Regions from separate parts of the Mus musculus genome. Here regions 1, 3, 4, 5, 6 and 7 are each linked to region 2. The links are chromatin contacts, called in public Hi-C, HiChIP or PLAC-seq and promoter capture Hi-C maps. All regions are on one chromosome and are shown on one strand. The core of a region is the stretch at or near the end of the contact, and the rest is flanking DNA. Distances in the headings are between cores, read along the strand shown. Region 1 has its middle 74 kb from the start of Gm31225. Region 2 holds the start of Maf (avian musculoaponeurotic fibrosarcoma oncogene homolog). Region 3 has its middle 94 kb from the start of Gm31225. Region 4 has its middle 13 kb from the start of Gm31225. Region 5 overlaps Wwox (WW domain-containing oxidoreductase). Region 6 overlaps Wwox (WW domain-containing oxidoreductase). Region 7 overlaps Wwox (WW domain-containing oxidoreductase).

Evidence for each region. Promoter capture Hi-C pulls out the DNA fragments that hold promoters and counts their contacts. A called contact is a pair of places that touch in the nucleus more often than the background predicts. HiChIP or PLAC-seq counts read pairs in DNA pulled down with a chosen protein or histone mark.
Region 1: a contact with region 2 is called in an HNF4G HiChIP or PLAC-seq map of pancreatic cancer cells. The contact joins the enhancer-like site here to the promoter of Maf in region 2. A contact is called at or near these places in 4 of 39 promoter capture datasets (3T3-L1-derived adipocytes, frontonasal cranial neural crest, liver and 1 more), 9 of 484 Hi-C or Micro-C datasets (cerebellar granule neurons, cerebral cortex, embryonic fibroblasts and 2 more), 16 of 115 datasets of contacts at active chromatin or transcription factors (SST interneurons, astrocytes, a beta-TC-6 cell line and 11 more) and 1 of 9 other capture datasets (adipose tissue).
Region 3: a contact with region 2 is called in a promoter capture Hi-C map of trophoblast stem cells, with 4 times the contacts expected there. The contact joins the enhancer-like site here to the promoter of Maf in region 2. A contact is called at or near these places in 7 of 39 promoter capture datasets (the 3T3-L1 cell line, 3T3-L1-derived adipocytes, embryonic stem cells and 4 more), 8 of 484 Hi-C or Micro-C datasets (the AML12 cell line, the STO cell line, embryonic fibroblasts and 4 more) and 9 of 115 datasets of contacts at active chromatin or transcription factors (bone marrow-derived macrophages, craniofacial prominence, differentiating embryonic stem cells and 6 more).
Region 4: a contact with region 2 is called in an H3K27ac HiChIP or PLAC-seq map of SST interneurons, with 7 times the contacts expected there. The contact joins the enhancer-like site here to the promoter of Maf in region 2. A contact is called at or near these places in 4 of 39 promoter capture datasets (embryonic stem cells, maxillary cranial neural crest, second pharyngeal arch cranial neural crest and 1 more), 9 of 115 datasets of contacts at active chromatin or transcription factors (SST interneurons, bone marrow-derived macrophages, embryonic forebrain and 5 more) and 2 of 9 other capture datasets (embryonic stem cells and embryonic tail).
Region 5: a Hi-C map of muscle stem cells shows a contact between it and region 2, with 4 times the contacts expected there. The contact joins the enhancer-like site here to the promoter of Maf in region 2. A contact is called at or near these places in 2 of 39 promoter capture datasets (both in embryonic stem cells), 1 of 15 datasets of contacts at CTCF or cohesin (pro-B cells), 11 of 484 Hi-C or Micro-C datasets (bone marrow-derived macrophages, cerebral cortex, cortical neurons and 6 more), 13 of 115 datasets of contacts at active chromatin or transcription factors (astrocytes, bone marrow-derived macrophages, craniofacial prominence and 8 more) and 2 of 9 other capture datasets (adipose tissue and liver).
Region 6: an H3K4me3 HiChIP or PLAC-seq map of bone marrow-derived macrophages shows a contact between it and region 2, with 16 times the contacts expected there. The contact joins the enhancer-like site here to the promoter of Maf in region 2. A contact is called at or near these places in 5 of 39 promoter capture datasets (the C10 cell line, hippocampal neurons, liver and 2 more), 1 of 15 datasets of contacts at CTCF or cohesin (large pre-B cells), 6 of 484 Hi-C or Micro-C datasets (the HPC-5 cell line, LSK cells, bone marrow-derived macrophages and 1 more), 16 of 115 datasets of contacts at active chromatin or transcription factors (SST interneurons, T-cell acute lymphoblastic leukemia, bone marrow-derived dendritic cells and 11 more) and 4 of 9 other capture datasets (adipose tissue, embryonic stem cells, liver and 1 more).
Region 7: a contact with region 2 is called in an H3K4me3 HiChIP or PLAC-seq map of bone marrow-derived macrophages, with 13 times the contacts expected there. The contact joins the enhancer-like site here to the promoter of Maf in region 2. A contact is called at or near these places in 15 of 39 promoter capture datasets (the 3T3-L1 cell line, 3T3-L1-derived adipocytes, the HPC-7 cell line and 9 more), 1 of 15 datasets of contacts at CTCF or cohesin (large pre-B cells), 8 of 484 Hi-C or Micro-C datasets (Th1 cells, bone marrow-derived macrophages, cerebral cortex and 4 more), 8 of 115 datasets of contacts at active chromatin or transcription factors (bone marrow-derived macrophages, craniofacial prominence, embryonic forebrain and 4 more) and 3 of 9 other capture datasets (adipose tissue, embryonic stem cells and liver).

The regions. Positions count from the first base shown.
Region 1 is chr8:116,115,349-116,118,348 of GRCm38.p6, forward strand. No RefSeq gene overlaps it. Among named protein-coding and RNA genes, the nearest start is that of Gm31225, 74 kb to the right of the region's middle. Within about 2 kb of position 1,448, at least 61 of the 459 cell types and tissues checked have an H3K27ac peak or open chromatin away from gene starts, as enhancers often do. A contact at or near this core is called in adipose tissue, astrocytes, cerebral cortex and 5 more, where this site is marked.
Region 2 is chr8:115,705,406-115,708,367 of GRCm38.p6, forward strand. Maf (avian musculoaponeurotic fibrosarcoma oncogene homolog) reads right to left here and starts at 1,489. Exons shown (of 1, transcript NM_001025577.2): 1 at 1-1,489. The coding sequence starts at 1,458. The coding sequence ends at 346.
Region 3 is chr8:116,095,356-116,098,652 of GRCm38.p6, forward strand. No RefSeq gene overlaps it. Among named protein-coding and RNA genes, the nearest start is that of Gm31225, 94 kb to the right of the region's middle. Within about 2 kb of position 1,381, at least 24 of the 459 cell types and tissues checked have an H3K27ac peak or open chromatin away from gene starts, as enhancers often do. A contact at or near this core is called in epidermal suprabasal cells and trophoblast stem cells, where this site is marked.
Region 4 is chr8:116,175,938-116,179,227 of GRCm38.p6, forward strand. No RefSeq gene overlaps it. Among named protein-coding and RNA genes, the nearest start is that of Gm31225, 13 kb to the right of the region's middle. Within about 2 kb of position 1,489, at least 6 of the 459 cell types and tissues checked have an H3K27ac peak or open chromatin away from gene starts, as enhancers often do. A contact at or near this core is called in SST interneurons, where this site is marked.
Region 5 is chr8:115,248,382-115,251,431 of GRCm38.p6, forward strand. All of the region lies in intron 8 of Wwox (WW domain-containing oxidoreductase), which reads left to right. Among named protein-coding and RNA genes, the nearest start is that of Gm39257, 290 kb to the left of the region's middle. Within about 2 kb of position 1,485, at least 7 of the 459 cell types and tissues checked have an H3K27ac peak or open chromatin away from gene starts, as enhancers often do. A contact at or near this core is called in adipose tissue, muscle stem cells and uterus, where this site is marked.
Region 6 is chr8:115,309,916-115,312,874 of GRCm38.p6, forward strand. The region is part of intron 8 of Wwox (WW domain-containing oxidoreductase); the gene reads left to right. Among named protein-coding and RNA genes, the nearest start is that of Gm39256, 330 kb to the right of the region's middle. Within about 2 kb of position 1,281, at least 4 of the 459 cell types and tissues checked have an H3K27ac peak or open chromatin away from gene starts, as enhancers often do. A contact at or near this core is called in bone marrow-derived macrophages, where this site is marked.
Region 7 is chr8:115,275,113-115,278,251 of GRCm38.p6, forward strand. All of the region lies in intron 8 of Wwox (WW domain-containing oxidoreductase), which reads left to right. Among named protein-coding and RNA genes, the nearest start is that of Gm39257, 320 kb to the left of the region's middle. Within about 2 kb of position 1,374, at least 51 of the 459 cell types and tissues checked have an H3K27ac peak or open chromatin away from gene starts, as enhancers often do. A contact at or near this core is called in Th1 cells, bone marrow-derived macrophages, liver and 1 more, where this site is marked.

The DNA.
Region 1 (3,000 bases), core at 198-2,697, 410 kb after region 2:
TAATAAGTGAGGATTGTGGACTCAGAAGATGGAAACAGGCTCACCTTTGGGTAACTAGTGAATAAGAGAGTCAGCTATGGAATGGAAGCCTATAAGGGATTCTCTCAGGCTTTTAAGTGACGTGTCTGTCTATTCAACTGTACATCTTAGGCAGTTCTGAATGAGTTGGGGCAAGGTGTGTGTGTGTGTGTGTGTGTGTGTGTGTGTGTGTGTGTGTGTGTGTGTATGTGTGTGTATGTGTGTGTGTGTGTATGTGTGTGTGTGTCTGTGTGTGTATGTGTGTGTGTGTGTCTGTGTGTGTGTGTGTGTGTGTGTGTGTGTGTGTGTGTGTGTGTGTTCGTGTATGCAACATGAACATAGTCTCTAAAAATACTAAGAGTTCAGACCTGCCAGAGGGAAGGAAGGCAGGCCCCTCTCATTCCTAACTCTGAACCCCAACACTGGGATTTGCATAGTGAGTTTAAAAAGAAGGCCATGCAGAGAAGAACATTGTGAGCCACGATCAGGCAGTAGGGCGCATCGGGAGCCAAATCTGGATCCTTGATGGAACCTAAGCCAAGTGACTGGTTGGGGTTGCTAGGTTATGGAGTACTGGCAGAGAGGGGAGGCTCGTGATGAGGAGGGAATGTACCAGTGGGCTCCTTGGTTATGGCTAAAATCCCAAATTGGTGACTGTCGGGTCTTGGCATCGGCAGCCCTGACTATGTAAAGCTGTTATCACCGTGTTTGCGTTTATTAAAGCCTGTAATTATTATCCTGACTCACGGAGCGCGTGTGCGTCCTCTAAGCCTGGGTCCGCGCATCCTCCTAAGTCACATTTGATCAGCCTGAATGGGGGCCAAGCTTCTTTGGCTAATATTGACGTTGGCAGGGGGCCAGCTGTCCGGGGTTAGAGGAGCTGAAAAGCCTGTTCTCCTTCTCACTTGGTTTTGTCAGGCTTTTCAAAACGTAACTGTTTTGGATCACCCCGCAGTTAAAACTGCATCCAAACCCTGCCCCCCTCCCTTGCCTCTTCTTCCCAGATCCCCTCTAAGCCCCATTGTAGGTGACTTTTATTTTCCAAAATGATTTCCCTTATGCCAGATTTGCTCTTGGATTAGACTGGAAATTCAGAGAGAGAGAGAGAGAGAGAGAGAGAGAGAGAGAACAAAAACAAAAACAGTTACTTTTTCCCTTCCTTTTTGTTCCTCCCAACCCCCCGTAAGTTTGAGATTGTTGTCCTAAAGGGGTAAAACACACACAAAGTAAAAGAACTGGATAAAACAAAAAAAGAGTGAAGAAAATATTAAAAAAGAAAAGGAAATAATTCTGGCATACAGATAGCATGAGAATGAGTCCCTTTCTAAAGGCTTAGGGAATGTATCCCATGTCTCTTTGTCCATGTGTTCTGTCCACGTTGCTAATTACACTTCATTAACAGCAGTCACCAGAGTGTGACATCATGGGTAGTGTCTCCCTGACAACCAGCATCCCGAGTCTTAGATATCCAGCTCCTTCAGTGGCTCACACCATGGTAGTTTGCTCCTCGTGTTCTCAGGTTCCTCATTCCTAACAATACGCTTGGCTGTCCTTGGCGAGCCTCCTGTCTCCTTCCAGGGCTCGCCATCCACGTGACAATTACAGAGTCATCCTCATTTGCTCCTCTCTTTCCCTATCTATCCACTCTTTTAATCTCCCCTCCCCCCTCTCTCCTCGAGTGCCTGTGTGTGTGTGTGTGTGTGGGGGGGGGGGGGTCAGAGGAACATCTCAGGTGTCAGTGCTTTTGCCTTTGCCTTGTTGGAGGCAGGTTCTCTTGCTCACCATCACTATTGCCTACCAGCTTCTAGAAATCCTCCTGCCTCTGCCTCCTATCCCAACACAAAAGACCTGGAATTACAAGCGCACACTATCACATCCATCTTTATGTGGTCTCCCAACCTAGGTCCTTATGCTTACCAACAAGTGGTTTATCCCTGGACCATCTCCTCAGCCCTGTCAATAACACCTTTATCCATCTTTTCTTGATAACACGCTCAGTGCTCATCACTGTAACATTGTGTCAGGCTCCCCTCTATACCTCCTAATTCATTTCTAGCAGAGAATCATTTCTGACCATGGCAGCCTCTTCTTTATGAGCCTTGAGTGATTCCTCCATTCCCTCAAAAGAAAGTCTAAAATGAGCTCAAGGCTATTTCTTCACTTACTGATTTGTTTTTACCTTTTGGAAATTTTATTTATGTATTTATTTAATTATCTGAATCTTTATTTATTTACATAGTCTTTCTGTGTAGCCTAGGAGATGTCCATCAACAGACAAATGGACAAAGAAGAGACAATACCTCTATTCAATGGAATCTTGTGTGTGTGTGTGTGTGTGTGTGTGTGTGTGTGTGTGTGTATGTATATGTATATATATATATACACACACACACATATATGTATACACATATATGTATACACACACACACGTGTTGTGTGTGTGTGTGTGTGTGTGTGTGTGTGTGTGTGTGTGTGTGTGTGTGTGTGTATTTGACACTTGGATAAAAATGGATGCAACTGGAAACATCAGGTTAAATGAAATAAGTCAAAGCGCATAACAAGAAGAACCCATGCTTTCTCTTTTATACAGAAGCTAGATTTAAAAGTGTACATATTTATACATGCATAAAAATAAAGAGAGGATAATGAGAGACAGAGACAGAAAGGAAAAAGTGAGTGGTCATTTCAAATAGCTCTCCTGATGGGGAGTGCAAAGACCTGGATGGAAACCAAGTCTGAGTCACCCTTGGGTCTCTCATTTACCACTGCTCAATACTAATCTTGACTCCCATGATCCTTCGCCCTGAGAAGGGATCATCTTAGCATCCCTTGCTGATTAGGAAATCTCTCCCAGGACTCAGGACTCATTTCTCCGTGCAACTTCTTCTCTCCAGTGTTTAGAAACCCAGCAGGAGGAAAGGACTGTAGTTCTTATGGTCTGTGTTTTTGCCCAGACTTGCCATGTTCCATGGCTCCTCCAAC
Region 2 (2,962 bases), core at 239-2,738:
AGTAGTTGTAATAATAATAATAATAATAAAAAAGAACAAAACAACCAAGCTAGCAAGTTACGGGGGAATTCAGGTTGGCAATCCATGAGCCAGACACCCTTTCCCTCCCCAATTCAAAAGAGCCATCACCACCACCACAAGCTTGGTGTGTGTGTGTGTGTGTGTGTGTGTGTGTGTGTGTGTGTGTGTGTGTGTGTCTGTTCAGGGCCAAGGGGAGCAAACTCGCCAGGGGAGGGGGCGAGGTGGTGGCCGAGCGAGCTTGGCCCTGCAACTAGCAAGCCCACTCAGGAGCGGGACCCCCACGGAGCATTTAACAAGGTGGCTAGCTGGGATCGCGTGTCACACTCACATGAAAAATTCGGGAGAGGAAGGGTTGTCGCTGCTCGAGCCGTTTTCTCGGAAGCCGTTGCTCACCAGCTTCTCGTATTTCTCCTTGTAGGCGTCCCTTTCGCGCACCAGCCTGGAGATCTCCTGCTTGAGGTGGTCTACCTGCTGCAGCAGCTGGTTCTTCTCCGACTCCAGGACGTGTCTCTGCTGCACCCTCTTGAAGCGGCAGGACTGGGCATAGCCGCGGTTTTTCAGGGTCCGCCTCTTCTGCTTCAGTCGGATCACCTCCTCCTTGCTGACCCCGCGCAGCTGCCGGTTCAGCTCGCGCACCGACATGGTCACCAACTGCTCGTCCGAGAAGCGGTCGTCGAAGTGCAGGCCGCCCGCGGCATGGTGCGGGTGCAGGGCGCCCCCCGCCCCCGCCGTGCCCCCGCCGCCGCCTCCGCCGCCGCCGCCCCCGGCGCTGGCCGGGCCACCGCCGCCCGCGCCACCCGCGCCGCTCGCAGAGGCAGACGCGCCGCCCGCGGCTCCCGGGGCGCCGGCCGTCGGATGGTGGTGGTGCCCCGCGGCGTGGTGGTGGTGGTGATGGTAGTGGGGTGCCGCGCCGCTCTGCGCGGCGGCCGCGGCGATCACGGCGGACACCACGGCGGCGGCGGGGCCCATCTCCTCGCCGCTGCCGCCCAGGGAGGCGCCGGCGCCGGCCCCCGCTGCCGCGGCCAGCTGCTGCGCTCCCCGCGCATAGCCATCGAAGCCACCCTGGAGCTGGTGGCTGTTGCTGATGAGCGCCTCGACCGCGTCCTCCGGGCTGAAGCCCAGCGCCTCCGGGTTGAGCTGCTGCGGGTAGCCGGTCATCCAGTAGTAGTCTTCCAGGTGCGCCTTCTGTTCGCTGCCCGAGCCCGGGCTGGGCGCCGAGAAGCTGGGGGACGGGGGCACCGAGCTGCAGGGCGTGCTCATGGGGGTGGAGGACAGCGAGCCCCCGGCGATGAGACGGCCGCACTGGCTGATGATGCGGTCGGTCTCCACCGGTTCCTTTTTCACTTCAAACTTCATCAGATCGAAGTCATTAACATATTCCATGGCCAGGGGACTGGTGGGCAGGTCGGAATTGTTCATTGCCAGTTCTGAAGCCATCCTCCTGCCTCCGCCGCCACCGCCGCCGCCGCTCCGCCAGATGGGCTGCAGGAGAGGGGCCAGCGGGCTGTGCTGGGTGGCCAGCGGGTGAGCCAGCTTGCCGGGCTAGGGCGCTTCTAGCTTGCGCGGCGGTGGCTGTGGCCCGAAAGCTCGAACGTGCACACACCCCCCGCCCTGCCCGCAGCCCCCCGCGCCCGCCCTCCCTCCCCCTGCTCACGCCAATGTGCTCTCTCTCTTTCTCTCTCTTGCTCTCTCGCTCTCTCTCCTCCGCTCGCCCCGGGCCCCCTCCTCGCCTGCTCGCCTCCCTGAGCTCCGATCCCGGGCGCTTCAGGCTCGGGAAGGTCCTCCGCGGCTGGCGGTGACGGTGGTGATGACAGCGGCAGAGAGGATGCCGGAGGAGCACGGCCCGGTGCGCGGCGTCCCCGGCTCGCCGCTCCGCTGCGCGCTTTGCATAAGGAGGGCTCGCCTAAGCCGGCCGGGCTGCAGGCGGGGCGCGCGCGGAGGCTGCTCCGGGGCTGTGTGGCGCGGCGGGTGGCTGTCCCGGAGGCGCCGGCCTCCACACCGGAGTGGTTAACACTTCACGCTTCTCTCCTCTTCTGCCTGGCTCTTATGGTTACTATTATTATTTTCTTTTCTCTCTCCGGATCCCTCGCGTGCGCGCGCTCTCTCTCTCTCTCTCTCTCTCTCTCACCCTCTCCCTCCGTGCAAAGTGCAAGACCGAGGTGCAGGCCGGCTGGAGGCAAGGGAGGGGGGAGTTAAGTTCTTTCTTCCCCCACTTTTTTTCTTTTGGTTTTGGTTTTTCTTTTCTTTTCTTTTTTTCTTTCTTATTATTTTTTTAAAGCAAAATTGCAAGTCCTGGGCCAAGGCAAAGCCGAGAGCAAAAGGGTTGGGGGGAGAGGCCGAGCGGACGAGCAGCCCGAGCTACAGCTCCAAGATGAAAAGAGATTTTAAAGCCTCTGATCCCAGCGAGAAGAGTTTAAAGCAATTGCTGAGTTTTATAGCACCCGTGACGTCAGGCTCAAATGGGAAATTGACTGGCACTCTCCGCCAATGGGAGGCGGCGAGAGCGGCAGCGATTAGCATAATAGTATAGAAACAAGGAAACTTTTCGGAGCTGTCAATCACAGCCCAATCAGCTGACTGTCAGCTGGGACAGGTTTGCTTAACCCTTGCGGCGCTGCTACTGGGGCGCAGCCAGGGAGCAACACCCCCCACCACCGGCCGGTGCGAAGTTTAGTGCACCAGGGGACAGAGTTTACTAAAAGGGCGGCTGGAATCCGGTAGGACCCGGGAGGATGGTTTGCTTTCCTCGGAGTTCGAGAGAGGCCTGCCCGGCTGAACCGCAGCTCTCATGCTGCAGAGATCCGCCAGAACTCCCCTGTCCCCTGCCGGTCCCGCACCCTGACAACGTGCATTTATTTGTCTTGCAGTTTTCGATCTTTGATCCATCCTCTGCATCTTTCGTGGCTGTTGATGGGGGTAGCCGAGTGCTTTCCTTCCTTGA
Region 3 (3,297 bases), core at 131-2,630, 390 kb after region 2:
GGTCTCCACAAAGAAACATCTTATCCATAGGGATTATTATAGCACACAATCTGCACCCATATGATTTTCTTCTAAAGTACAACTACACTAAAGTTGCAACTTGGCTAAGCTTTGCTGGTCTATAGTCATGCATGAATATAATCAAAAGATAATAAGGTATCAGCTATATAGCTACCTCCTCTTCAATTTTATAGTCTCTCTCTCCATATATCTCTCCATATATATATATATATATATATATATACACACACATACATACATACATATATATATATATATACATATATATGTATATAGATTATGCTATTAATGCTATGGAGCTATATGTTTCATCTATATTACTTATGCATTGTATACTTATATGTTTATATAAGTGTGCTTCTTGAGTTATTATACATACACACATTAGTGCTATAAAGCCGTGTTGCTGTGGAAATTTCTTAAAGTCAACTTAAAGGGAAAGCCACTTATTAACTCCTAATCGCCGCTGCTGGCTCTCCTTCAAGACTTCCAGAGTTTGATTTTTGTTTTCGAACTGGAGTGACCTATTACTTTTTGTTAATGGAGCCTTGGTCCCAAGGCTTGCTTTCTGTTCTTTCATTTTACCTAACATTTTACTTGTGGCATTTTCTATGGCCTTGGGGACTTTCAGCTCTTCTACCACACCTGGCTGCATGGTAGCTTTACTTTTTAAAGATGAAAACAAACTGCAAAGTTGAACTTTAAGGTAGTTTTCTATATATGATTTCCCTCCAATAAGTAAGGATTTAGTGACCATTTCTTCCTTCATAAATGTTTTTGGTTTTCCATAGATTTCACGCCCATTCTTTAGCATAAACCTAGAAGGTTGGCTGTCACAAGTCAGAAGGACAGCATTGATTCCTTCTTAGTGATCAGAAGGTGGCTATCCATCCCTCCAGAGCCTCACAATCCTTGACTATTCCTCTGTTAAAGAAGAACTCTGTCAGCTTAATCAGTAGCAAAGCTTTAAGCTTTATTCCCATGTTCATTAAATAAATACATTTCCTCGATTTAATTGCCTTTTAGTCTGACTCCGCAACTTTCCTCGCTAGCTCTTAAGGAGGAGTTATTACGGTCTCTCCTATCCCCAGTGTTGGGGTGCTCATTAATCTCTATCTCAGTTAGCGAGTTGCTCACAGTCTCTCCCTTGCTCTGAAAAGGAATTTACCTGCCTGCTTCAGATTGCAACCACATCAAATGATGGTGAAGGTGCTAATGACGAAAGTATCTCCCTTGGGCATATAGATTCCGGGACATGCCTCCAGGCAAGTCTCCTCCCTGACGCCCCCTCCCCAGTCTGAGAGGACAGTTTTCAGCTTGCAGCTGTATTTGAATACCTTGATCTGCCCTTATGTAACACAGATGACTCACTCTGCAATGTGAGTCACCTACTCTGACCTGGGGCTTGCAGAGTCTCCCACCTGCCCAGATCCCTGTCTGAATGGAGATATCATGACTCAGCCAGAAGGGAAAAGGAGGTGCTCCTTCTGTGTCTGGCTGCTGTCCTCTGCTTCAGGAAGCTCCAGCTTGACAGCTGAGAGAAAGGGCACGCTACTCACGTCAGCAATGGAGTTGCAGGCAGGAAGGAGTAGCCAGCGGCTATTTGGTCCCACTCCCAGCTATGAAGAGGAAGTGGGCAGTGTCTATGAAGAGCTTGAAGGAGCTGTTTGTTTTCTTCTTTCCTGGTCTTCTGGACAGTCCAAGGGGCTTGGATAACACAACTGCTAATATAGCATTTCTTATTTCCCAAGCACTGTGCAAGTCATTTACTTCTGTTAAAATCACAAGAACACAAGGTGGTTGCCACCATCATACCCATCTGACAGAAGTGGAAACTAAAGCCCACCAGGAGTAATCTACCACTGGGACACACACACACAGAGGTTTAAATCCAGTCTCTAGAACTTTCTCTCCTAACTGCTAGACCAGTCTTTTCTGACTGCAAGGTATATCTGAGTCACCCAAAGACCTTGTTAATGCACAAACTCTGATCCAGCAGGTTTGGGTGGGACCTGAAGTAAGGTTCCAGGTGAGGACAAAACTTCTGTCACATTGAATGATACAACTCTGCCTTAAGCCGGTCTGAGGTGGAAAATATTGTGTACTCATTGCCCCCCTCCTTTGTTTGTTTATTCATTGCCTACTTACATATTCAGTCAACATCTGCTGAGTCTCCCCCATGGGCCAAGCATATAGAATAGAATGATAGGCATACCTTATCACATTTACTGTGTAAATCAGTTCACCAAGGAGAAAACCCTTACCTTACCCCTCCGTGGACACAAAAGACCTAAACCAGAAGGTTATTGCTCTGAAGCAGGGACACAAAAGTGTTCATTTCACTACTGAATGACAAAAAGCATCCCAAAAACCTAGATGAGGCTCCCCAGGTCATGGGAGTTTGGAGCAATGTACTGGAAAGCTCTTGCCTGTCTGGAAGAGGCTTTCACACTTGAACCCTAGCATCAAGGTGGGGTAGAAGAGGACAAGAGGAAATTGGCAATCTATTGCTAAGACTCCTTCCTCCCTGCCCCACACCCTCCGGATTTTATTTTTCCTATTCTTTCCATCAATTCTGTATTAGTTGCTCTTCCTTTAGTTTTAGCATGATACCCAACTGAGACTGCTCACAGCATCAAAGGATTCAATTCACTGAATGAATGGTGGGACAGGCATGACATAGCAGCTTGGATCAGTCCAACTTCATCTTCTGTTTCTTGAGTAGCAGCAGATCCCAGGAAACAGAAAGTCCAGGCTCTACCCAGAGGCAGTTTTACAGTCAAGGCCTGCCCGCAGCCATCCACTTCTGAGCCACATGTCTCAGAAGGACCCTACGCCAGTGCTGGAGACCAAATGCTTATGAAGGAGATTTCACATCCAGACTCTAAGGCTGCTAGGGTCCCAAGGACCAGGCACAAACCAGACCATTCAAGTGCTAGCTCAAGTGTCTTCTTCCATAATATCCATCTACAACTGATAGGCAAGTCTGGTCTGTGGTAACACAAGATCTCTCATTCTGTGCCAGATCCTAAGATATTTGCATAGGGAAAACTCACAGAATACCGCCAGACAACTCTGACATCAGTAAGACTGTTATCTCTATTTGTTATGTGGAAGAACGAGAGCACCAGGGAGTTATGAAAGTTCTCCTAATTATCCAGCCCAAAGCACGTAGCTGGATTAGAAACCAAACAGGTTTTCTTTTTTTGTTTGTTTGGGTTTTTTTGTTTGTTTGTTTCTGTTTTGTTGTTGTTGTTGTTGTTGTTGTTGTTGTTG
Region 4 (3,290 bases), core at 239-2,738, 470 kb after region 2:
TGCAGAGGTCATGGAGGAATGTTTCTTACTGGCTTGCTTCCCCTGGCTTTATCAGCTTGCTCTCTTATAGAACCCAAGACTACCATCTTACAGCTGGATCTCATGGAGGCATTTCCTCGCCTGAAGCTCATTTCTATGTGATAACTCCAGCTGTGTCAAGTTGACACACAAAACCAGCCAGAACACTGCTGAACACGTTATTTCGGGATGTCTGAAAACTTGCGGAGATAGGACCTAGTTAGAGGAAGTAGGTCACTGGGGCCATCTTTGAAAAACACATTACCTCTTTCTGTCTTTGTCTCTGTCTGTTATCTATCTATGTATAATCTATTATCTATCTGCCATCTATTATTCATCTATCATTTATCTATCTATAATCTATCATCTATCTATCATATAATCTATCCATCATCTACCCTTTATATATCTGTCTACCTATCCATCTATGTATCATCTATCTATGTATCATCTACATCTAAAAATCTATCATCTATCAATCAATTAGCCATTTATCTATATCTATCTATCATCTATCACTTATCATTCATCTATCCATCTATATAAAATCTATCTACCTATCTACTATCTATCTACGCATCATCTATCTATCCCTCATCTATCATATATCTATCGACCCATCATCTATCCTCTATCTATTATCTATTTGTCTATATATATCATTTATATCTAAAAATCTACCATCAATCAATCAATTAGTCATATGTATATATATATATACATATATATAACCTATCATTCATCTATCATTTATCTATCCACCTATGTAAAATCTATCTATTTATGCATCTCTACCTCCCTTTCCTGTCCATCACAAAGTGAGCTTTCTCTTCCCCCAGTTCCCACCTCAGAGATGTCACTTTATCATGACCCCAAATAGGTAGAGCCAAGCATTATGGAGGAAATCTCAGAAACAGTGGGCCAAATTAAATCCTTATTCCACTGAGTTGTTTACATTAGGGATTTTGCAATAATAATAATAAACAGCTATGTAGAAAACAACACAGAAAGGCACATTTTTAGAAGACAAGTAAGCCTTGTTTCAGAGTCACTAAGAGGGAGTTCTGCAATCAGCCCACCTGGCTTGAAATTTTAGGTCCACTACTTATAAGTTCTATGACCTTGGGTGGATATTTGTTCCATATTTTGTGCCATAAAATAGACAGAAATGTGTAGATTAATTAAACTGATTGAAATTCATCCAGTGGATGGAGTGGCAAAGCTACGTGTCTGACAGTAGGCAAGTTTTATCTCTTTACTGCTTCACGAAATGTCTGGTTTGGAGCAGATGTTCAGAGAGTGTTCGGTAAATAAAGAAATATTGAATGAGCTGCTGAGATGGTAATCTTTCCCCATCAGCATGTTTACTCTTGGTTTTCTTTGCGAACAAATCATCTAGAAATACCGAGTTTGAAAGAAATTAACTTCCCCTTCATTTGGGACTCTGTGGCTCACACAGTCCCCTGCTCAAAGTGTATAGAGGGTTTCAAGATGGCAACATGGAGTGTTAAGTACAGTCATAGCACCCTGAAGGCACCAATGCCTCCATCAGAGGTTTGAGATATTTCTGCAAAGGTCCTTTGCATAGAATCATAGGAAGGCTCAGCTGAACCTGATCTTCTCATTCCCATACTTTGTTTTCTCTGACCAAAAATTAGGGTCCAGGCTGAATCTACCATCTGTGCTCTAGACCAGTGGTTCTCAACCTTCCTACTGCTGAAACCCTTTAATACATTTTCTTCATGTTGTGATGACCCCCATGGCTACTTCATAACTGTAATTTTGCTGTTATGAATCATAATGTAAATGTCTGATATTCGGGATATCTGATATTTGACCCCTGTGAGAGGGTCATTCAACCCTCAAAGGGCTTGTGACCCCACATGTTGAGAACCACTGCTCAAGACAGTCTTGACCTAAAAATAAGTGCCTAGATTTCTCCACTGGATGAGAACTCAAGCTAAGGATGGTGGGACGTATATTAGTGGCCACTTCCACTGCTTACAACTGTCAAAAGAAAGCCAGCAGTTTGCTTATTGCTTAGAAAAAGGATGAGGTGCACTTGAAAGACCCAGTGGCCCACATTGAAAGTTCTTTGCCCTGCTGTCTGTCTGAGCCACAATCACTAGCCAGTATCTCACAGGTGGTTTTGATTTCTGCTTAAGGGCTTAAGAGGAAAACACTGGACTCCAGAGCTGAGCCAAGTGGGACAAGGGATCAGACGTCATCCAAACCTCATTTGAACAGCTGTGTCTTCCTGAGGGCTCTGTGAATCCAAGGCAAGCCAAAAGAACAAAGCAGGAGAGAAGGACCACAAGATTTCCAAACAGTGTGAATATAAGCCTGAGCCCTACGTACAGCTTTATGGAAAAGACCAAAGATCACCCTGTGGGAAGTAGGTTCCCTTGGGTGGATCCGGGAAAGTTGGGTTCATCCACAAGCTATTCTCCAGTTACCCTGATGTTATTCTAACCTTCTGATCGCTTTCTAAGACAGAATGTCCCCAGAGGAGTGATCCTACATTCTGCCACCTACCAAGATCACCTGCAACTGTCCCCTCTAAAACTTTTTTAAAATGAGGCATTTTTCAAAGGCATCTTTTATTCAACCAAATCTTGGCTAATTTATTTATTCCAAGAGAACCTCATGTAGCCCAGGATTACTATATAGTACTAGATGACCTTGAATTTCTCATCTTCATGCTAGGATTGTAGGCATATAATTTATGGCTACTGAGGACAAAGCCAGCAGCTCTTTGGATAGGAAGCCCTTCAAACCTGTAATTGTGGAGATACATGGAGACTTCTAAAACAAAATGTTGTTTCAGTATAAGACATTCACGGTTTCTATATTGCCAGGAAAATTCAAAAGCTGATAGAATGAGACTTATACTATGTCTTAGTCAGGGTTTCTATTCCAGCACAAAACATCATGACCAAGAAGCAAGTTGGGAAAGAAAGGGTTTATTCAACTTACACTTCCACATTGTGGTTCATCACCAAAGGAAGTCTGTATAGGAACTCACACAGGGCAGGAACTTGGAGGCAGGAGCTGATGCAGAGGTCATGGAGGGGTGCTGCTTACTGGATTGCTTCCCCTGGCTTGCTCAACCTGATTTCTTATATAACCCAGGCCCACCAGCTCAGGGATGGTGCCACCCACAATGGGCTGGGCCCTCCCACCCTTGATCACTAATTGAGAAAATGTCTTACAGCTGGATCTCATAGAGGCATTTCCTCCAGGGAGGCCCCTTTCTCTGTGATAATCCTAGC
Region 5 (3,050 bases), core at 235-2,734, 460 kb before region 2:
AAAGCTTTCCAGACCTCAAGACACAGCATTAGAGGGGGCCTGTCCCAGGGTTCTCTGTACCCAGCAGGCTGTCTCCTCAGAGCAAGTCTGGTCTCTGGGAATGAGGAGACTACTTAAAAGGAACCTAGTGTCCTCAACCAGGAGGACATCTTGTGAGGGAGGAGAACCATCAGGTGTAGCTCACAGTTGAGTGTGTAGTTTCCTGTTAAAACCAGGAAAGAGCAGTATAGGAGAAGGGGACACCTATTGGGGTGATTTACATGGGACGTGGCCAGGGACTTGCTATGGGTCCTCAGTGGACCATTACCTTCTTTCAAGTCTCTAGGGACAGCATTAGAAAAGGCCCACTCTGAAGGGCATGGACACACATGGTCCCTACATAACAGCAGTCTGCTTTCATTTGCAACCGTGAAAAATGATTTTCTCGTTCTTCTTTGAGACAAGGTGTCTTTTGCCGGCCTGGAATCTGCTGGGCCAGCAAGCCTGGCCAGCAAGTTTCAGGGACCTGTCTATCTCTGCCTCCCCAGCACTGGGGTCCTAAGTGCTTGGCTTAACATCCATTCTGGAGGATCAAACCCTGGTCCTCTTGCTTATATGGCAAACACTACCAACCAATCCATCCACCCGGCCCCTGGAGAAAGCACTCCCTGAAGCCCACTCATAAAAAAAAAAAGCTCACCCTCCCCATCAGCAAGGCCAGCATTTTCAAATTTGGTGTAGTCTTTCTTCAAATGCTTGTCTTCCAATGTCAGTCAGATACGGCCTATGATCTTGTGTGTCTCCTTTGCATCCTGGGGCTCAGTGGGGTGGGGGCGGGGCCGGGCCCACTTTTCATCTCTGTTTAGTACCTGGGCCCTATCTCCCAGTGTCCTGGCTGCCAGGCATTGTGCGCTCTGCTGGATGTTGACACAGATCCTCATCTCCCTGATTCCCAGCGCCTATCAAGCTACTGTAACTTTAAAAAAGGATTTGACAAAGACTGCCTCCAGTAGCTGAGCTGAAATAAGAATGTCTCCGGAGTTTAATGGATCAAGTAGCAGTGATAGGTTTTATGGCCCTTTTTTACTTTAGGGTATAGGGAAGAGAGAAGCAGGCAGGTTGGTTTTAAATTCAAGGATTTATGTTGTTAATCCTCCGGGCTAATTATAATTTATGGGATCTGGCAAATTAATATGCGGTTGCTATTCAAAAAGTAGAGGGCAATGTGAGGCAGGCATAAACAAGCCTTGTTCATTTTTAATTTATTTCCACCAATGGAGAATATTAAATAAAATGAACACTAGGGTATTTTCCTCCAAGTTTGGTGTTCATTATTTATCTCTAAATTATGAAATTCATGTAACAACTCTTTGCTTTCCTTTTTTTCCCCCCCACTCGAAGAACCCAGAATTCTTGAAGTGCAGAACGGGCTATCTGGGAAGCCATCGGTAGCTCTCTCTCTACTGCATTTATGGCAGACTCAGTGATCGGCACAGAGTGAAGCCAGCCTTCCTAGCGCGCACGCGCGGTGCTAAGGGCTAGGATTTATCACGGAGGGTACTGGGATTGTTTGGAAGTGGAACTTTTGCGTGGTACACTAGCTTAAAATCCCAGCTTCCTGGGAAACGAAAGTGCCAACGCTGCAAAGGAAAGGGTCTCCCCCGATACTTTTTTTTTTTTTTTTTGTCTTCAGGGATTTGGGAGCAATCCCAGTTTATCACTAGCCTGGCAGATGTTGAGCTAGGGCTGACCCCACAGTCGGACTTTCAAGACTTTAATGGAGCAATCACGTCATACCCATGACCTCCTCTCCCATTTCAGCGTCGTTCCCTATGGCTGCTTGGGGGGTCCTTTTAAATAATTCAGCTTCTCACCCGTGAACATCTGGCAGAGAATGAATGTTCGCCCGGTTGTCAGCTGTGAGGCAGGTAGATCTGACTCATTGGGTAATTGGTTGCACTAGTAGAAACGAGGGTGCCTGTCCCTCCCTGCATTCTGTTCTCCCCTCCCCGCCAACCCCCACTCTCTTCCTCCTTCCAGCTGCCAGAGGCCATCAAATGCAGCCTGGAGAATCCTTCAGCTCTGGGTCCAAGGAGCAGGTTGGAGTTCTACCCCCCACCCCCCGCCCCCAGCTGTGTAGCTCAGATAACAGCTGGAGCAGAGAACAAGCCATTCTCTCTGCTAGAATATCTGACCCAGTTCTAACTGGGAAAGAGACTGAATACTTTGCCCCTCAAGTCATTCTTGTTCTGGTGTGAAGGGAGATTTAGTCCCCACCAGCCCCTCCGCACCACATTCCAAGGTCCTCTTTTCCGTGCCTTTCAGCAATGCTGGGAACTTCATCTTTTGTACACTAGTCAGCAGGACAGTGAGGGTCCGTCCCAGTGCGATGGCCGCAGAGAAGTGTTTGCTTGTGGAAGGAAGCTGGAGCAGAAATAGCTGTTGGTCCCAGAGTCTTTGGATCATGTTTGATATCTCTGCTCAGCTCTCCATCAGCTGAGTGCCGGACATATGACCTACAACCTCTGGGCTGTCTTATCAGCACAATAAGAATCGAGTCCTTGGTTTGAGGGTGCTTTTTATGAGAAAGAAGACATAGGGAAACACTGCATACTTCCCAACTTGCTATTCATGGTCAGAAAATGGAAGTGGTGAATCGGGCCTGGTAGCACACATGTGTCATGCCTGATTCATTACTAGCTCACGGACTGAGTGACTTAAAGGCCAGCATAAGACATTCAAAGGTGCCACGTCTCAATATAAACCTATACAATGGCTGGGGGCATAGCTCAATGAGAGAGTGCTTGCCTAGAGCAAGCAAGGCCCTGGGCTCAACCTATAGTTCAAGAAAAGAAAGAGAGAGAGAGAGAGAGAGAGAGAGAGAGAGAGAGAGAGAGAGAGAGAGAGAGAGAGAAAGAAAGAAAGAAAGAAAGAAAGAAAGGTAATTCTGCACTGGCTGTGGATAGCGGTAGCAGTGTACATTTGTAGCCACAGTATTTGGGAGGCTGGGGCAGGAAGATCATGAGTTCAAGGCCACCCTGAGCTGCATGGTGAGATTTGTCTTTTTCTTT
Region 6 (2,959 bases), core at 31-2,530, 400 kb before region 2:
AGGTATACAGATGAGGGACATCCTCCTCTCTCCTGCACAGAGAGGTCCAAAATAGCTCTATTGAGCACTATTCCATAGCTTGCTTGGTACTCACTCCCAGGGCCATGCACTCTCAGAGACACGGTATCTCTTCTGAAAGGAGACATGGGAATAAGATCCGAAAACTGGAATCTCCTGTGATCCCTGCCCCTCCCAATGCCCAACCCCAGGCTCCGCCTTATTCTGGAACAGTTTTAGATAGCCCTTTGCCCTTCAGTAACCCAATCCAATCATGGGTTCCCAGTGGGAGCAATTCTCTGCTGCGTGGCATGTTTCCTTCACGCATTTTTCTCAGCCATTGTTATCTCAGTTCATCCTGGCACTGTTATTTCCGGGTTTTTATCCACCGTAAACCAGACACACAGCGAGCAGAGACCAGAGAGGCCATGCCATTTGCCAAAAGTCATCCAGCTAACAGATGATAAAGATAGAAGTAGAGCCAGAACTGATGGCAGGAGAGCCGCGCTTCCTCCGCCTTCCCAATAATATTTCTTTGGGAGGGATGTTGTATCTATCGTACAACCGAACCGACATGACCACTTAACTCTATCTGCAGATGAAAACGATACCAGCCTCCTAAGTCAGTGAGCCCTATTCATTCTCTAAATAAATGTCAGATTAAGAAAATGTAATCTGACCATGAATCACTCCCTCAAAGGATTGCACGATTTCCATTGTAGAAGATAATTTTTTTTTTTTTTTTTAGAAAAATCAAACAGAAAACCAGAAGTCAGTTTTCACACTCAAGCATTTCTTCTTCTTCCTTTACGGGAAAAGGTCTCCTTAAGTCTTTGCAAGCTTATTCGAGGAGGGTTTTTTTTTTTTTTCCTGACTTTCAGTTTCTTTCCAAATTTAGAAGAACAATTTATAATACTGTAATTTGCAAGGTCATCCTTTTTTTCCTCCTCCTCCTCACCTCCCCCTCCTCTCTTCTTCTCCTCTTCCCTCTCCTCCCCATTCTCCCCCATCTCCTCCTAATGTAAGAAGGAAATAAAGCCTTTCGAGTTGTAGGAAAGGCACGGTGGCTGTAATTCTTCATCGACCTGGGCCAAGGTTTTGTGAATTTCTGTGGGTTATTCAGGCCCTGCCTACAGATTGTAAATACATTGACTTATTTAAATATTTCCCCATGTGCACTCCCTAATTTAAAAAAAAAAAAGTGAGATGTTGGGAAATGTTTCTGAGAATAGACAAAGGGATTAGTCAGCCAGGAGAAGCCAAATGGAAGAGGAAGTAGGTTATGGTAAGTTCAAGAATGGTTTATTTGCTGACCAAAGGCCCAGCACCTAGAGCGTAAGAAGGGAGCAGCTATGGAGCGCACAGATTAACGTGGAAGACAGGAGACACCAACACGTGGCAGCAACCCTCGGTTTGTGTGCCTGCAGATGATGCTGACCCCAGGGAGAGGGTCTGAGTTTAGTAAGGGCTTTTATTTCTAGAACGCATCTAATAATATGATCATACATCCTTTATTAAATAGTATAACACTGTTATTTATATTCTCATTCTGAACAAATGTAATGACCACACTTACCGCTTGCCCATTTCCTATAAAAGACAATGGTTATTGCTATTCTACCTAGAATTTTATTTTTTTGACTTTCTAAAACATGATCATTTCATTTTTAAATTATGTGGGGCGGAGGCAGGGGTAGCAGTGTGCATTGGAGAGCAGGTTCTTTCAGAGACTAGAGGCGATGGACCCCAGGATCTAGAGGTACAACTGGTTAAGAGCTGCCCAGGGTAGGCGCTGGGAGCCAATCTCGAGTCCTCTGCAAGAGCAGCATGTGTCTTTAACCCCTGAGCCTCGTGTCCTATCCTTAAATCATTTCCTTTGCTTTCCTTTCATTGGCTTGGTTGGTTGATTGATTTTTTTTCCTTTTTTACATTCTGTTGCTCTTTTTCCTCCTAATTTAAATTTAATTTCATCTCTCAACCAGCTTACAGGGGACATACACAGTACCACGTAGGTCGTCGTTCTACATTACATGGAAACACACATTTAGTTTTGTGTTGTGTTTTCCCTAAGGTTTTTATCAAAGTGGCCCCTGACCTGACCGCAGATGCTCTGACCATGAGTACTGTGCTAACACAAGCTCAGTTGGCATCAATCAAGTCACTGGAGGGAAGCTGATTCTTTAACTGTGCACGACAGCCTTCTAGTGCTATATTGCTTTCCGCCAGCCAATCTCCAATCTCCGTCCATATCAAAAGCACTTTACTGTAGAAACCAGTAAATTTGTTCTCTCTCTCTCTCTCTCTCTCTCTCTCTCTCTCTCTCCCACCCCCTGCTATTGTTTTGTCTTCTAATGTCCTGACAACAGAACCAGTCTTCGAAATTATATATATATATATATATATATATATATATATATATATATGTATGTATATATATATATATGTATGTATGTATAATATACTGAAGCAAATTCAATCACAGAAGCTTTTAAAACCTAAAGTCTCAGGAAGCTAATTCATGTGCCCTTTTAAGAGGGCTTCCTGCATTGTGATACACACATGGGCTTGGGTTCAATGCAGCTGGTGGCCTGCCAGGTTATCAGGCAGGTCATCCTGGCTCTTAGGAACCTGGAGCTCCTGCAGAAGCCCTCGGAGGCAGGGCAAACCAGGAGCCTCCCCCTGTGCCAGCAAGTGACTGTGCTTCTTGCCAGCTAGCAGGTGGAAGCAGCCACCTTGTTAATTTCTCTCATTGCCTTGATGGTGTCACCTTTTGTTCATCCCTCACCTACATTGAACCCCGAGAGAGAAGGAACTGAGTGTGTCTCAGAGCTCTGCCTGGCTCTTGGCATTTGGGGGTGCCTAGTTTCTGCAGGTGCTGTGGTGCAGAGATCCAGGCTTCAGAGCCAGGCAGAGACATGTGATTGGGAAGGAAGTCACACATATCTGAAAACCTCTGTGCTAC
Region 7 (3,139 bases), core at 124-2,623, 430 kb before region 2:
CAAATGGTTTCCACATAGGAGGTCTCTGTGGCCTTTTCTTTCAATGTCCCTACTAGGAAGGGTGCTTGGGTCCTGGGTTTGAAATAGAGCTGGTTAGATCTCCCACTTTCTACAAGAGAAAATCAAAACCAAACGAATTTTACAAAGCGAACACAGGTCTTTGACCTGCTGGCATAAATCTTTGGTTGGAGGAAACAAGCACTTTCAAAATTCTCATTTTCATCAGAAAGAAGTTTTACCTGATCGTTTGAACTCTAAAAGACTCTAAATTTAAAACATCCCACCTGCTCATCCCACCCCCAACCCCCACCCCTGCACAAACAAACCCCGTTTGTTCTTCTTCCTCAAACCCCGCCCCCTGCTCTCAAGCAGAAAAGCCCGGATCACTCCTTGTCTCCATGTTTCTGAAAAGCCACCCAAAAGTGACCATGGTCACCACCCACCCCACACCCAAGACCAATAAAACTCCCTTGCTTTAGCCTGGGCATGTGACTCCATTGACCTCTACCCATGAATCAGTGAATCCATCTGAGAGCTGCCTCTCAATAAACCCGCCCTCATACTCTTGATGTGGCTTGAATTGGCTCGTTACATTGGGAGAGAAACCTGAAAGTTAACCTTTGCTCCTGAACTGGTGGATTCTGGGAGGGATGGTTGTTATTTTCAGCCGTGCACCCCTTTGTTGAGCCTGCCAGGCTCCAGTGGATAACTCCAAACCCGTGGTCATTGGAGAAGGCCTTGGTTAAAAATCAGCGGTGGCTCAGGAATTGTGCAGAAGAGTTTTGTTAGGAAGAGGGGCCATTGGCAGAGGTGGGAAACAGCTAAGAGGGGGGGGGGGGGGGGAGGAATGAATATCCAGAGTACACTGTATAGACATGTATGGAATTACCCAAACAAAATCAATTAATGGTAAATGTTTTCTGCTGTGCCTGTCTAGACAGAAGGGCAAAAGGGTCTCAGGGCACTTGGGTTGTCTTGAGTGACGGGGAAGAAGTGGCCACATGGCACTGTCCCACTTCCTGAAGAATGGCAAGGATGGGCCACCACTCATTCCACAAATGCGTAGAGTCCTCGAGAGGCCAGGATCTAGACAGGCTCACCACAGCTGAGAGGACAGATCAGCTGCGTCCTGGATCCTCTCACTGCTTCCATTTGGAGGAGGCACAGGAGAAAGGCAAGGAAATCACAGGGTTATAAAATGACTTCTAGAAAGTGATACCTTCCTGTGTCTCTGGGCATGAAACACAGGCTAGAGAGATTTAAAAAAAAAAAAAAGAAGTTGGGTGGAAACGGTTTCAGTGGTATTGCAGAGCTAGTGGTACCAGCAAAAGCCCATTGTGCCATGTCCTGTGGGCAGTGACATCATGGGTGGTAGCCTGAGTTTAGCCACAGGGCTAGTATTGTTACCAGGGAAACTGGCCCCTCCCTGCTGCAGCCGACCTAACACTGAACAGAAAACCAGGAAGAAAGTTGTTTACTGGAAAGAATTTTCATTTTGAGTTTCAATATAAAATCAGAGGCTCTGTGTGTGTGTGTGTGTGTGTGTGTGTGTGTGTGTGTGTGTGTGTGTGTGTTTGTGTGTGTTTGTGTGTGTGTGTATGTGTGTGTCTTCTTTGAATCGGCTTATCATGAACCATTTCTCAAGTTACTATTCATTTTTTTAGTATTTGCTTACTCTTTTAGTTATTCTTACATGTGCATGCTTTTGCACGTATGTGCATGTTTACATGTGTATGCTGCTCTGTGTGTGGATGGTCTTGGAAACCAGCAGAGGGTGTTGGATCCTTTGGAGCTGAAGTCACAGGTGGTTGTGAGCCACCCAGCATGGGTGCTGGGAACCAAACCAAGTCTTTCAAAGGAATGGCAACTGCTCCTCCCAACTGAGCCATCACTCCAGCCCCCACTAGATTATTCCTTTTGTTTTTAAGAAAGGCAAGCCATATCTTACATCCTGTTTCTGTTGTTTGTGTGGGTGTTATTGCTTTTGATGTTTTAGAGACAGGATTTATCCTCTAAGCAGCCCAAGCTAGGTATGGACTTACTTTGTAACCCAGGCTATCCTTGAACTTAATCTACAATACTGGTTCCTAGCTCCACCTTCTGAGTGCTGGAACTATAGGCATGTGCTACCATGCCATGCTTAGTCCTTGCTCCCTCCTTCCTTCCCTCCCTCCCTCCCTCCCTCCCTCCCTCCCTCCCTCCCTCCCTTCCTTCCTTCTTTCCTGCCCTCTCTCTCCCTCCCTCCCTCCCCCTCTGTCTCTGTCTCTGTCTCTCTCCTGTGGGTGTATATGTGTGTCCATGCATCTGTGTCTTACTGTGCAGCCCAAGCCACCTCAAATTTCCAATCCTCCTGCCTCAGCCTCCTGAGTGCTGGCATCGCTCCACTCCTGGCTCTCAAATGGCTATTTTTTTTCCCCACAGCATTTTTAGAAACACAAAGGAGAAGGCTGATTTTTTTTTTTTTAAATCTGGCCTGCTCTTCAACGTTAAGTGCACTGATTCAAGTGGCTGCAGATTTTATGGCTTCTCCCCAGAACAGGAGCTCCCCCTTTCCATTCTCCTCAGGCTCACCCATAAAGCTTTTCTGTTTTTTGGGGGGGGGTGTGTGGGAGGGGGAAAATTCCCAAAAATCTGTCTGGTATATATTACAAAAACTATTACCACCTAACACATTTCACGTATTTAAATTATTTGTTCTATTAAAACGTCAGCACATCTCTTGAATTTTAATCGTGCCTGAGGATCAATCACCGAAACGGCTGCAGGGAAGACTTTACGACTTACCTGAACAGTGGCCTGCTCTGCGGCTTGGCTGTATAGGGACGCTTCCAGTTTAATACGTTTTATTAGCTGGCGAGAACCACCCAAGCAGCTTCTTTTAGAAGTCTTATTCTTGATCCCAGTGAGAATTTACACAGAACCATTAGAAAAAAAATTCTTTCAATGACAATGAAAATTATGATAATAGTAGACCAAGCGAATATTAGCCAATCAGGGTGGAGCATCCTGCTGTGTAGCACACCCAGGCTTCGTGGGGAAAATGCCCTTTGACCTTCACAGCAGTGTTATTGTATCTACACAAAGGCTGTCTTCATAGTACTCAGGAGAAACTGGGGGCAGAGGGACTTCAGTGCCTAGG